Linked DNA regions of Mus musculus: regions 1 and 2 are each linked to region 3. A link is a contact called in public HiCAR-type and Micro-C data. All regions are on one chromosome and are shown on one strand. The core of a region is the stretch at or near the end of the contact, and the rest is flanking DNA. Distances in the headings are between cores, read along the strand shown.

Region 1 (4,257 bases), core at 1,251-3,750, 220 kb before region 3:
GGCATATATTTATACAATGTCTTTTGATCAAACCCATCCATCATTAACCTCCCTCCAACTCATCCTATTGCTCCTCTCCCACACCTCTTTCCTGACCTCATGCCTTCTTTCTTTATTTGTATTAATAACCTCCTGAGGCCAATTAATGCTGCCCATATGCACATAGGTGTGGGGCCATTCACAGGGCCATAGGCAAACTAATATCTGCCATGTTCCATTTTATTTCTTCTTAAATCCATAGTTAAGTGACAGAGAAAGCTTCTGAGAAGAAAGAAGCAAGAGAAAAGGAGCCGTCATGGCTTACTTTGTACTGGGAACTCTGGTGCCTTATAACATAACACGTCCAAGTGTAACAAAGCTATCTAAGAGAAAAGCACTCAATTAGGAACAAACAAATCTATAAAAACAGAAAGAGGGGATGAAGCCGAGTCGCTTATAATCCCAGTGAAAGTGGAAGCAGGGAGATCAGGAGTTCAAGGTCATCTCTGGCTGTATGTGGGGCCTAGGGCAGGCTACAGTACCTGCTTTAAAACAAAAAGCATTTATTTTGAAGGTTTTATAATGTATGCTGGCAGTTTTTTGTTTTGTTTTGTTTTGTTTTAAAGATAAAGGCATTTTCTTTCTTGTTTTCTTTTTAAATAGTAAAAACCTAACAACTCCGAGCTTGGTAGAGACCCTGTTTCAAGAGCAAAAAGGAAGAAGGGAGAAGAAGAAGATGGGTAATGTTCTCCTACCGTTAAAACTCTCCCGCACTTGTCTGCCTTTGGAGATTTCTGTGCCAAATTCAACAGTTAAGACTTTGGTGATGGGAAAGATGACGCTTTTCTTGTCCTCTTTGTGTATGTTCAGCTGTGTGTCCATGCACACTTGTGTATCCGTGAAATGCATGTTTGTGCGCATGCATGAGTAAGCCTGATGTCAGTCTCAGGTTTAATTCTTCAGGAGCTATGTATCATGTTTTTCTTAAAGGCAGTGATTCTTACTGGAACCTGGGGCTTGCCCATTAGGCTATGCTGGTTGGCCAGTGAACCCCAGGGATCCACCTGTTCCCACTTGCCCACTGCTTAGATTCACCAACCATCACACCAGACGTTTTACATGGGTAATAGGGATTGAAGTCAGGTTCAAATGTTTACACGGGATGAACTTTTCCTGAGTGGGCCGTCTCTGTAGCCCCACCATGGGACACTTCACTTATCCTTTTTATTCACCATCAAATGTATATATATTTTTTCTGAAAATATTAGCCTTTTGCATTTGACATGTATTGCCAGAGAAGTCACAGGGTAGAATTCTGTAGCCATCTATCAAGGCTTGAGGAGACATGCAAATGTTCTGTGTACCGACTGAGAGGTACTCTGAGCGCATATCACCATTAGTGAAGTGTGATTAGGCAGAGAATGGAATTTTACACTGCTTACCTCTTCTGACTTTTTCATTTGCAGTCCAGCCTTAGCTCATCGGGTACAGATCGGTTTACATCCTTGAATGTGCGTGAAACCAACCTGGGGCTCTTTGGAGCTCTTAATTGCTGTGTGATTTGATATCACAGTGCAGTGAAGCTAGGCAAGCTAATTGTTTTCCTGACTGAATTTCATCCCTCCCTCCCTCTGCCTGGAGGAGGGGATAAAGCAAAAAACAAAGCAGGGAATGTCTCTGGGCTGCACATCTTTCCTTTCCAGCAACATCATTTGTGATGGGTAGCAGCCTCGTCATCACACAGTCGATCATGATGAGGGATAATTATAATCCTTAAGTGGTTTCAGCTTTGGGTTGTTAGTAGTGGGAGCAAAATGAGGATGGGTGGGAGTGTGAAAGACAAATATGGTTTACTCAGCTTTAGTGTTCTCTTGCAGCATTTCAGAAATAGAAGAAAGACATTTCTCTGTGCGTCTTGCTGGGGAGCGGAGTTATAGTTCATAGCTACATTGTGTGATGTGAAACACGTACTGGACTAAAATTTATGGAAACAAATTAAATATTTGATTAATCACTTTAACTATTGATCAATTTGTATGGCTTCCTGTACATTGCCTTTTTCATAGCAATCAATAACGTGGGTGATGTATAAACAACATCTTCTGCAATAAATAATTATATTATGTAATGCGGGTTAAATTTAGAAATTGCTGTTTTATTGCATTTCTTCCTCATAAAATGTAGTGCCAAATAGTAATTGACACCGAGTTAGAGGTTTGTAATGCTTTACTTCAAATTTAATCCAGGAATTCTCTCAGAGGATTTACAGAAAGAGATCCCTGGAGCAAGAGCAAGGATGGGAAGCAGGGAGTACCTGAGCCAGGAGGCGGGGGGGGGGGGGGGGGAGGTCAAGACGTGATTGGTGGGGAGGGAAGGAGGGGCAGAGAAATTGAGAAGCCTGGTGTGGCAGATTGTCTCTTTTAGAACCCAGTAAGCCATTGTGATGGAAATGGACATCAGGCAAGGCAGAGTTCAGTTGCAAAAGGCTGAGATTGGAGCCCAGGCCCCCAGGAGGGCAAACTGCCTCTGACAATAAGATGGGAGATTTATTAGGAAGAAACACAAAGCTCTTTCCCTCTCCCTGGTGTTTCTAAAGCATTTAGCCTGCCAGGAGAACCAAGGCTTCTGTTAGCACTAATCACTTCCGGAGCGTCCCCAGTTGCTTTGAGACTAAATGTCTGCTGGCCACGAATCAATTCTCTCCCCACCCCCACCCCAAGGATTAGCTGTTTCATCTTTACGTAGATAATTCAATCATCTCCAAGAGAAATGGAGGCGACCGAAGCAGCTAGAAGCAGAACCAGGGAGCACAGTACACTCTTGTTTGCTCTGGAAGGACACCCTATTCCAAAGGAGAAGGTGGTAGTGGGACTATTTGCAGCACTGTTATCTGAAGGGGCCTTCCGTTGAAAATTATGCAGTAGCTGTATTTGGACCATTCTTTTTTTTCTTTTTTTAATATATTTTTTATTAGGTATTTTCTTAATTTACATTTCAAATGCTATCCCTATACCCTCCACCCCCACCCCGGCCCGGCCCTGCTCCCATACCCACCCACTCCCACTTCTTGGCCCTGGCGTTCTCCTGAGGAATATAAAGTTTGCTAGACCAAGGAGCCTCTTTCTCAATGATGGCCGACTAGGCCATCTTCTGCCTCATATGCAGCTAGAGACACGAGCTGGGGGTACTGGTTAGTTCATATTGTTGTTCCACCTATAGGGTTGCAGACCCCTTCAGCTCCTTGGGTATTTTCTCTAGCTCCTCCATTGGGGACCCTGTGTTCCATCCAATAGATGACTATGTGCATCCACTTCTGTATTTGCCAGGCACTGGCATAGCCTCACATGAGACAGGTATATCAGGGTTCTTTCAGCAAAACCTTGCTGGCATATGCAAGAGTGTCTGGGTTTGGTGACTGATTATGGGATGGATCCCCGGATGGGGCAGTCTCTGGATGGTCCATTCTTTCGTCTTAGCTCCAAACTTTGTCTCTGTAACTCCTTCCATGGGTATTTTATTCCCTATTCTAAGGAGGAATGAAGTATCCACACGTTGGTCTTCCTTCTTCTTGAGTTTCTTGTGTTTTGCAAATTGTATCGTGGGTGTTCTAAGTTTCTGATTCTAAGTTATAAACCCCAATAGATATGCTTTCTAAATCATAGCACACATTTGGGAAGAAGAGGCGTGTGAGGGGAATGAAAGCATATGGTAGGCGTGATCTGACCTTAGTACTGGGAAAGGGCAAGAAGGAAATCCAAAATTTTATACATGAATACACTCATGAATAAGCGCTCTAAAATAGAACTGGCAAAATGACTCAGGAAGTAAGACAGCAAGTCTGGCAATGTGTGTTCAATCCCCAGAACCCATGGGAAAGGTGGAAGAGAAAACAGAGTCCACAGCGTTTTCCTCTGGCCTCTACATATGTGTCCTGAGACATGTACAGAACCCCATCATGTACATATGTGCATGTTTAACATACATAGGCACACACACACACACATATGTGTGAGCATGTGTGTTTGCCTAATACTATTAAGAAATACAATAATTTTAAAAGGCATATTTTACTAATTGAGTTTTAGACCATCCTGATATACACTTGTTTAAAAAAAATCGATTGAAAAAAAATCTCTCAATATTTATCACAAAACATAACTTGAAAATTAAGATCCATTTGGAAAGGGGCAAGAATCAAAGGAAGATGGCAGCTAAGCATGAATTGCTTCTGCAAAACTGTTTGCACCCCATGGTTCAGGGAGAAGCATCATTTCCTGC
Region 2 (4,291 bases), core at 1,607-4,106, 150 kb before region 3:
CTAACAACATTTAATATTTATATAAAGGCCACAGTCTTGCCTTTTAAGCCAAAACCAATTTTAGTGGAAAAAATTAAAATTTAGCATTTCAATGTGTTTGTTGTTTGTGCAGAAGACCTAATTACAGTCCCTAGCCCAGACGTGGTAGCTCACAATTATCTGTAACTTGGGTTCTAGGAGATCCAATGCCCTCTTGTGACCTCTGAGGTTACCAGGCACATGTATAGTGCATACACATATGTACATATAAGCAGCATTCATACACATAATTAAAAGAAAGAAAGAAACAGAGCCTGGCATTGTTGCATGGGATCAATCTTAGCACTCGAGGCAGAGACAGGAGGGTCAGGAGTTGAAAGCCATCCTCTAATACTTAGCAAGCTTGAGGCTAGCCTGAGTTACAGAAGACAATTCCACAGAAATTTCCAAATATACAAATAAACCAATAGACTGTACTCTGGTAAACATCCCCATAACCATATGCATAAATATCGTACTAATTAGATTCAGTGGGTTGTTAAGGAGGAGGAAGGAGAGGGAGAGGAGGGGGAGGGGATGTAAGGGTAGGAGAGGAGGAGGTAGGAGGAGAGGTAGGAGAGGAGGGGGAGGGGATATAACGGTAGGAGGAGGGAGCATGAGTAAGGTTCAAGGATCATTAGATATGATCAATATTTGTGGTATGCATGTCTAATTGTCATAGAATAAAATGTAAAAGTTCTAAAACCAATAGAAAAAATATATACTTTAATCCAAGTAATTACATATTCAAAAACACTCCTAAGAAAATACTTTGAAATATGGGCAAAATACATGTCAAGGTATTTATTATACCTGAAATAATAAAGATGTGATGATTTAAATATAGAGTAAAAAGATGCTTGATGCTTCCTGGTTCATCTACAATGCAATGATGTAGTTGTAACAGACATTCAGAATGCCAGCGATTCCATGGTGAACTATTCACATAGGAACATGGAGAGAACAAACTGCATTGCTTAGAAAGATTTCACAGAGAAAGTTCAGAAGCAAAGGTCAAAATGCTAATGATTTGTGCTGTGTAATATTTGGAAATTTTAATATTTAAAATGTATTTTTGTCCATTTAGTGTTTCTGTGTCAGGTACATATGATGATTATACTGAGAAAAGCAGAATGATCATAATCATGATCTTAAATCTGCTAGGTAAGAGGGTTTTTCATTTTATCAGCCTTAAAGCTACCTAAGCTTTGTGGATGGAAGACAATTCTCTACTTTATAGTGCTTATTAAAACAAATGGTTTCTCCGTAGCCAAAGTAGTGGCTATTCGGGAGGCTATTGAGCCCAGGCATTATCTATGTGAACACACACACACACACACACACACACACACACACACACACACACAGAGAGAGAGAGAGAGAGAGAGAGAGAGAGAGAGAGAGAGAGGGGTGGGGAGGGACAGGGAAACAGAGAGACAGAGGGAGATAGAGAGAGACAGAGAGAGGCTCATCCTCAGATTCAAAAGCTGCTTCAGTTCACCTTGCTTCCCTCCCAGCCCGAGACTGCAGAAGAAAACCTCCTGATACGAGGTATAGAAGAAGCAGGACAGCTGTGACAGCTATTGTTGTATTTGCACTGATATCAAGATGTAGGTTGTTGCTATGTTGAACTAGGATGGAGAACTGTCAGTTATGTGCTGGGAACAGGAATGACTAGCTCATAATTTTCGGCCTGGGGATACCTACTTTAGAGAGCATTATCAGCTTCATACGACAGTCTGGTGCCACTAGTACCGAGCACTGTGACTAACTTCAGAGCAGCTGTGGGTAGCTGTTCTTTAGAGTGTTGTACCTAGAGTGGCACAGCAAGACCACAATTGGCAAAAGTGGCCTCCTCTGTCTAGCATTTGATCATGGTGCTTCTCTAAGGGGCATCTGTTAAGTACAGTTGGTAGATCTGGCCTACTTCTCATGTGTTGGGGCTTGGAGCTGTGAGCACTTAGTACTTTGTGAGCACTTAGTTCTTCATGTCATTCAGTTAAACTCTGTCATGCTCTTTGGAGACACTATCCTCATTCATAGGTAACAGATCAGAGTTAAACTTTACCCTCTTACAGCAGAGTAGGTCCAGGATCCAAACTGAAGCTCTTATGCCTGAAACCAGCATGCCAAGGTTTCTCCAAATTCAGTTGATTTAGAATCAACTTTGTATTTTTCTAAAGCAACACACCACCTGTACTCCATCCGGTCAATAATTTTCTGTAAGCTAGTTGCTTTCTTTTCTATTTAAATAAATAGGACTGCATCCGAATCACCAATGGACAGGAAACCAATTTTAATGTGTATATTGGTCCCCACACCATCTAAACTATTGCCACACTGGAGGACATGAATCATGCTCGATGCTTCCTCTTTCAGGTTGGACCAAATGGAGTTTCTGACCCAGCTGTCTATTGGTAGAAATTTTCATATAACATTTAAAGATAAAAGCGTCTATTATCGACTGCTTCTGTATCCTACCCACTGTCCAGGCTCTTTCTGATTATATGGCCTCCACAGAAAACAGACTGGGGGTCTTATAAAGACCAGAGATTCTTCCTGTTTGTGTTTAATGACTTCCATAAAAATTCACATGATTTCATTTTTCTATAGTGTCGCCTTTGTGTTAGGAAGAGCAGGCAACCTCCCAGCTGCTGTTCACATGCAGTCTTGTTCTTCCACCTCTGCTACACGCTGACTAGTCTTTCTTACTTGCTGACACATCTTTGCCTAGGCAATGGCAGCTGGCAGCAGCACCAGCTTCTCCTGAACTAGGCTGTCATCCTGGCACAGGCAGGGCTGCATGGTGATCAAGACCATTGTGGTTGTGTGGCCATGGTGGTAGGACTGGCTCTTCACTCGCAGTGCTCAGAATTTCTATGACGTGATTTGCATGGTCAGTGCTCCAAAGGAAGCCAGGAAGCTTTTAGGACCTCTTCATTTTGTTTTTCCAATGTGACAATTGGCCAGCTTACCAAATATTGTCAGTCATGCAATTGTTCCTGAAACACTTTCCAGTACAGAGTCTCTCAGGGGAAGCTGCTATCGCTTTCTCCTGAGCTGGAAATGATGTTGTGCCTCTTTACGCAGCCGGGTGCAGAGAACTCTGGAAAGCCGCAGACTCACCTCATGAATAAACATTTAGCTGGGAATGAGGAGGCCTTCCCTTTCCTGGTGGCTGTGTGACTGCAGGGAAGGTCTGTGCTTTCTAAGCCTTTGTGTACTGTCTATGACTAGGCTTCCTTAGAGGACTGTCAATCTACACTTCCAGTGTGGAAAAGGGCTGAGGACATGACTGCTGGTAAAGTGCTTGCCATGCTAACAGGAGGACCTGAATTCACATCCACAGGACCATGTAAAGTCAAGGCTGGCAACAGCAAACATCTGTGATGCCAGCACTTAGAAAGACAGAGAGGACCTTCTCTGGCAGCCAGCATAGCCTGTCCCATGAATTCCATGTTCAGTGAGAGACCCAGTCTCAAAAGTATAAGACAGTGGGCAATAGAGCAAGATACCTGATCTCTGGTCTGCACAACAACACATGTCTTTGCACACCTGTGCACACACGCATGTTCATGTGCACACATATGTGTGCACATGCACTCGTCAACTCATTTTGCTATGGTAGTTACTATTATGCATTTGTTTGTAATATAAGCAGAACTGAGCAATGTATTGCGTCTTTAAAACAGTTATTAAATTTGTATTTATCTTTGTCTGTGTGCATGTGTGTGTGGCAGTCAGGGTGGAGCATGTCTCCAGTGTGGAGATCAGAGGACAATTTGTGGGAACCCATTCTCTCCTTCTACTGTGTGAGTCTCAGGGATCAAACTCAGGTCCCTCAGGCTTAATGCCAAGTACCCAGCGAAGTCATCATGCTGGCATGAATTTGGAGCTTTCCCAACCTCCAGGACACCATGAGTCTGGTAAGAATAGGGTCGGCAGCTTCTGAGCAATCCTGTGAGTTAGCTTGCTCGGCTGAGCCAGTCACAATGACGTAGAAGCTCTGTTTTTATTAAGCCACAGAAACTTGTTGGTATGCTGTGGATTTGGTTCATATTCTAAAGCAGAGATGAAAAAGGTAGGAAGGAAAAATAATGTCTAGAATTGTCCCCTGTCCCCACCTTGAAGAACAATTGAGAGAAAACATTGTGGCACAGAAGGGCAGGGCAATACACCAGAAGTAACCACTAAACAATTTGCTCATTATCCTTCCAAAAACAACCTCAAAATGAGTTGGAAAATAGGGTGTTTAGGGCTCGTCACTCTCTGC
Region 3 (4,142 bases), core at 467-2,966:
CCTGTCTCCTCATCTCCTATAGAGAATTAAAATAGCTACTGCATTCTGACTGGTTGGTGGGTTTTGCATCAGACTCAAGAGATTTTTACAAAGGGAACATTTTATGATGAGAATAATATGGTAGAAGTAATCGTTGTTGTGCTTCAGGAATTCGGAGTTTTCTACATTTTATAAGGACAATACCAAAGATGCATCAAGGCTACAGATTGGAGAAGGTTCCAGAATTAGTATGTGATAAGGTCATGTTACTAAGGCTTAGTGTGATGGCATATTGTGTTCATTTCTGGGGGCTCCATTAATTTCCTCATCTGTAAAATATGCATTCCACATCAATGCTAAGCCCCCATTTTCTACTTAAATGAAAACAAACAAACAAAAAAGAAATAAAAAAGAAGGGGCATGACTGTTGCTAGGTATGGTGGAGAAGAAGGTTTATTGTAGATAAAAGGAAGAACATAGCCAGAGGCTGGGACACCTGGGAGAGTCCAGGTCACCTGGGAGAGTCCAGAATGAACCTAACCTTGAGCAGGAACATGTAAGGAGGGGAAGGCAGAGAGGAGAGAGCAGAGAGGGAAAATCCAGGAAAGAAAAGGATAGACTTTCAGAATTAGGAATCAAAGTAACTGGGTTATACAGGGAAGGGCAACTGCGGGAAGTAGCCCAGTAGCTCAGGGTGGAGGTGTGATATGTCAGTCATATTCTAAACAGGTAGGAATTGATGGTTGCTGGGAGTTCCTGACAACCAGGTCCTCTTTGATATGTTAAATAGGCACCTTGGTTACCCATTTGTCCTGCATCTGAGAGCTAACTTTGCTGCTGGGTGAAATACTTTCCCACTATCATTCTGCACAATGATTCCTGTAGATATAGTTGCCTTTGACTCCTCCGATGTTCTTCTTTGGAGTCCAACATCTGACATTTACAAAAAAGTGATGTTATTCCTAATATACACATATGGAACATGAGCCTCATGAAATGATCCCAAAGTGCTCAACTAAAAACAATGGGGAGGAGGAAAAGTACAGGGACAGAAATAGCAGCAAAGTTCTGGAAGCAACAGGATTTACACCAATACACCCATACTTTTACTCTCTAGTTGAAATAGTGATGGATTTTAACATCTGAACTCTACTTTGGGGTGGTTCAGAGTTGGGGCCAACTGACTCTTTGCTCTATCCATGTGGGCACCTGGAGCCTGAAAGTTTGTCATTTTGAAGACTCTGACTGCACGTCCCCTTTGATCCCTCAGGGCCTAGCAGGAACTGACTAGAAACTGTTGGACTTGGTTGGTTTGTTACAAGTCCTTAACATTAAACAAGGTAATGAACAAGACAGAGGCCAAATGGGGAATAGATCAGTCACCTAGCAGGAAAGATAAAATGAATAATACTGAATATTAGGATTGGATAGGCTTCTATAACAATTTTCAGGTCTCAGAACAAGAAATTTGGCAGATACATGTGAATAGTAGCTGAAGCTGAGTTTATTAAGAAAAAATACTCTTTCAAGGAAGGCAGCAGGCCATAGCAGTGGGGAAGATTAGGAGCTCAAAGGCCCTGTACACAAACGATTGAAACTTTTGTAGGTCATTTGCATAGCATAGACTTTCTCAAGCATTTGCATAAAGAGGGATTTGGTAAGCTTTTGGGCAGACTCTGTTACACAGTAGTCTTGGCATGCTTGATGGTTCCGTTCTTCCTTTCTGGCAACTGGTTTCTTTCATATGCTAATTTACAGGCCTTGCATAAGGCCTTTTGGACCTCACTCTCCACCCTATTCTCCTGCCTCAACAGGACAGGAGTGGCTGGGCAGGAAATGGAGAGATTTTACTCCCAGTGGCTTGTCCCAACACATTCACATTCATATACACTGGGAGGGGTGAGAGTCATCAAAGATGATGCTATTCCCAGGACTTGAAGTTAGCAAGCTTTGCAATGAAGACACTGAATGATCAGAGGTCTACCAACCTGAAGAAGACCCTGGAGTCTAAGGGAAAGACGGGGGGGTGGGGGGGTGGGGGGGTGGGGGGGTGGTAGTGATTGTTTGGGTTAGATGTACCTTTTACAAGCCATGCAGTTCTTCGGCAGAGAAACTGACCTGTCTTGGGCTTTCTTGTAGCAAGCTATGCAAGGGATTCTTGGGACAAGGGACCTTTAGGGTGACTCTATGGACAAAAAGAAGCTGGAGTCATGGGAACCCAGATTCTGAAACAAACTCTGTCCTGACTTAGCTTTGTTGTTTTGACCAAGTGTTTTCTAGCTGGCGGTTAGTGAAGAGTTGAAGGCTGTACACTCTGGAGCCAGAACACCCCAGGCTTTGAAATCTTGGCTCTGATGTATGTTTGCCTGCTGATATTAGTCTTTTGCCAAGATTTCTGTGAGATGATACAGAGCTGTTACCTGGAACAAAGTTGATGCTCAGTAAACAATGCCTCCTTTATCTTCTTTGTGTGCTGAATAAGTAGGAATGCTTGCAGGCCTTACTGACATGGGTGTGCATTACCGCAGAGAAACTGTACTCAGGAGGATGAAAAGACCATGGGGAAAGAAAAACCACAGATATCAGAACTGTGAAAGGTCAATGTATAAGTTAGGCACCTGGTCAGACTTATGGAGTGAGGTATGGGTCAGGAAGGCTAACGACCACTTGAGACTCCAACAGTTCACAGTTTGAATTTATCTCATCAGTTCTAATCAACTTTGAAGTGTGTGTGTGTTTAATATTAAAAAAAAACACTAGTTTACTTAGAACCTGATCAAGTGCAGAAAAATGGTTCCAGAAGTTTGTTTTATACTTTTAGAACTCCATGTTCCTTTGGTCCAGGCACAACTGACTTGTTTTTCATTGTATGCCTGTGGCAGAGAGTCTTTTCACCTCCAGAGAAACCAGACAGAGGAAGTGTGCATGCAAAGTGTATGTGCTGCCTTTAGACTTGGAAAGACTGTCTAAGGATTGCTTACTTGTGACTCACATTATATAATTTTAATAGTGAATGTTATTCAAAATGTAAAGCAATGTTATTTGATCTTTCAACTCTCCCATTTCTTCTGCTAACACTATTTTACGTTGCTTGTGCAGTCTAATGAAGGTTTTAAGAGTTTTGGTGAGCTCTCAAGGCTGGCTGGCTAGATCAGTGCTTGTATTATTGCTTAGTAACTATGTAGCTTTGGGCATGTTAACTGTTCTTTCTGTGTGAGAAGCAAAACCCTTATTCCTTAATAACGAATTCAAGAGACACCAAGTATTAAAAGTGTTATGGGAAGCCCACCAGGTGTGATCATTTAGATACAGTTTATAGCCACTGAAAGCCTTTAAGTCCAGACAGCTGGGACTACACTTAGGGATTTGAGATCCAACTGTAGCCCTAAACATTTAAAGCAAAGACTTTTGAAGGGAAGGGGAAAAACAACCAGCAGCAGCAACAGCAGCAGCAGCAGCAGCAGCAGCAGCAGCAGCAGCAGCAGCAGCAGCAGCAGCAGCAGCAGCAGCAGCAGCACATCCTGTTATCTTGCTTGGCAGCTATATGGGGAGGTTTTGTGCAAGGAAGCAGTTTAACAGAAGCTAAGATGACCTGGGGCATTTGACCGTAGGTTTCCAGAATAGAATTGGATAATTTTCTGCGGGATTCTCCATCAAGGTTAAGTCTAAAACTGCTCTCAGTAAGAATACACAATGGAGGAACCTCTGCACTGTCTTGTTATGTCACAATAGTGCAGAAGTTTATTTTCATTTCTGAAGAACTTGCTGCTAGTCCCCACAAAAAGGCAAAATGGCTGACTTGCCCAATAGGCATAAAATGTTTTTATAGTTGCAAAATTCTATCCCCTATCTCTTGTTGGCTCAGTGGTTGTGGAGGCATAATCTTCCTGCCTAGTATAGCCTCCTATACTCGATTTTCACTTAGTTTTAGTTTTACACTTCCAGGATGCAAAGCCTTATCAAATGTTTTTTCCCAAGGTCAAGGTCCCTTCCTAATTCCTTGTTTATAGGCTTTGTCACATAGCAGACTGTCTATAGTTTTTCTCCCATAAGATAAACTAAAAGCACTTAGGTAAGCAGGTGCTAGGGTATGGGCTCTGTCCCTCCTCCTCATTTGTGATCTGGTAAACATAAATTTGTAAAAGGCACCTTTGGTATTGGAA

The links. A called contact is a pair of places that touch in the nucleus more often than the background predicts. HiCAR-type assays count read pairs that join an accessible place to other places.
Region 1: a contact with region 3 is called in a Micro-C map of embryonic stem cells, with 3 times the contacts expected there. The contact joins two enhancer-like sites. A contact is called at or near these places in 1 of 484 Hi-C or Micro-C datasets (embryonic stem cells) and 3 of 115 datasets of contacts at active chromatin or transcription factors (CD8 T cells, embryonic stem cells and pancreatic cancer cells).
Region 2: a HiCAR-type map of astrocytes shows a contact between it and region 3, with 7 times the contacts expected there. The contact joins two enhancer-like sites. A contact is called at or near these places in 4 of 484 Hi-C or Micro-C datasets (frontal cortex, nephron progenitors, neural progenitor cells and 1 more) and 3 of 115 datasets of contacts at active chromatin or transcription factors (CD8 T cells and astrocytes).

Annotation. Positions count from the first base shown.
Region 1 is chr3:21,890,559-21,894,815 of GRCm38.p6, reverse strand. Gm31813 (a long non-coding RNA gene) reads left to right here. Exons shown (of 8, transcript XR_001783797.2): 4 at 643-719. Among named protein-coding and RNA genes, the nearest start is that of Gm31813, 72 kb to the left of the region's middle. Within about 2 kb of position 2,500, at least 67 of the 459 cell types and tissues checked have an H3K27ac peak or open chromatin away from gene starts, as enhancers often do. A contact at or near this core is called in embryonic stem cells, where this site is marked.
Region 2 is chr3:21,823,191-21,827,481 of GRCm38.p6, reverse strand. No RefSeq gene overlaps it. Among named protein-coding and RNA genes, the nearest start is that of 7530428D23Rik, 25 kb to the right of the region's middle. Within about 2 kb of position 2,856, at least 76 of the 459 cell types and tissues checked have an H3K27ac peak or open chromatin away from gene starts, as enhancers often do. A contact at or near this core is called in astrocytes and neural progenitor cells, where this site is marked.
Region 3 is chr3:21,670,250-21,674,391 of GRCm38.p6, reverse strand. No RefSeq gene overlaps it. Among named protein-coding and RNA genes, the nearest start is that of Gm31693, 30 kb to the left of the region's middle. Within about 2 kb of position 1,716, at least 52 of the 459 cell types and tissues checked have an H3K27ac peak or open chromatin away from gene starts, as enhancers often do. A contact at or near this core is called in astrocytes, embryonic stem cells and neural progenitor cells, where this site is marked.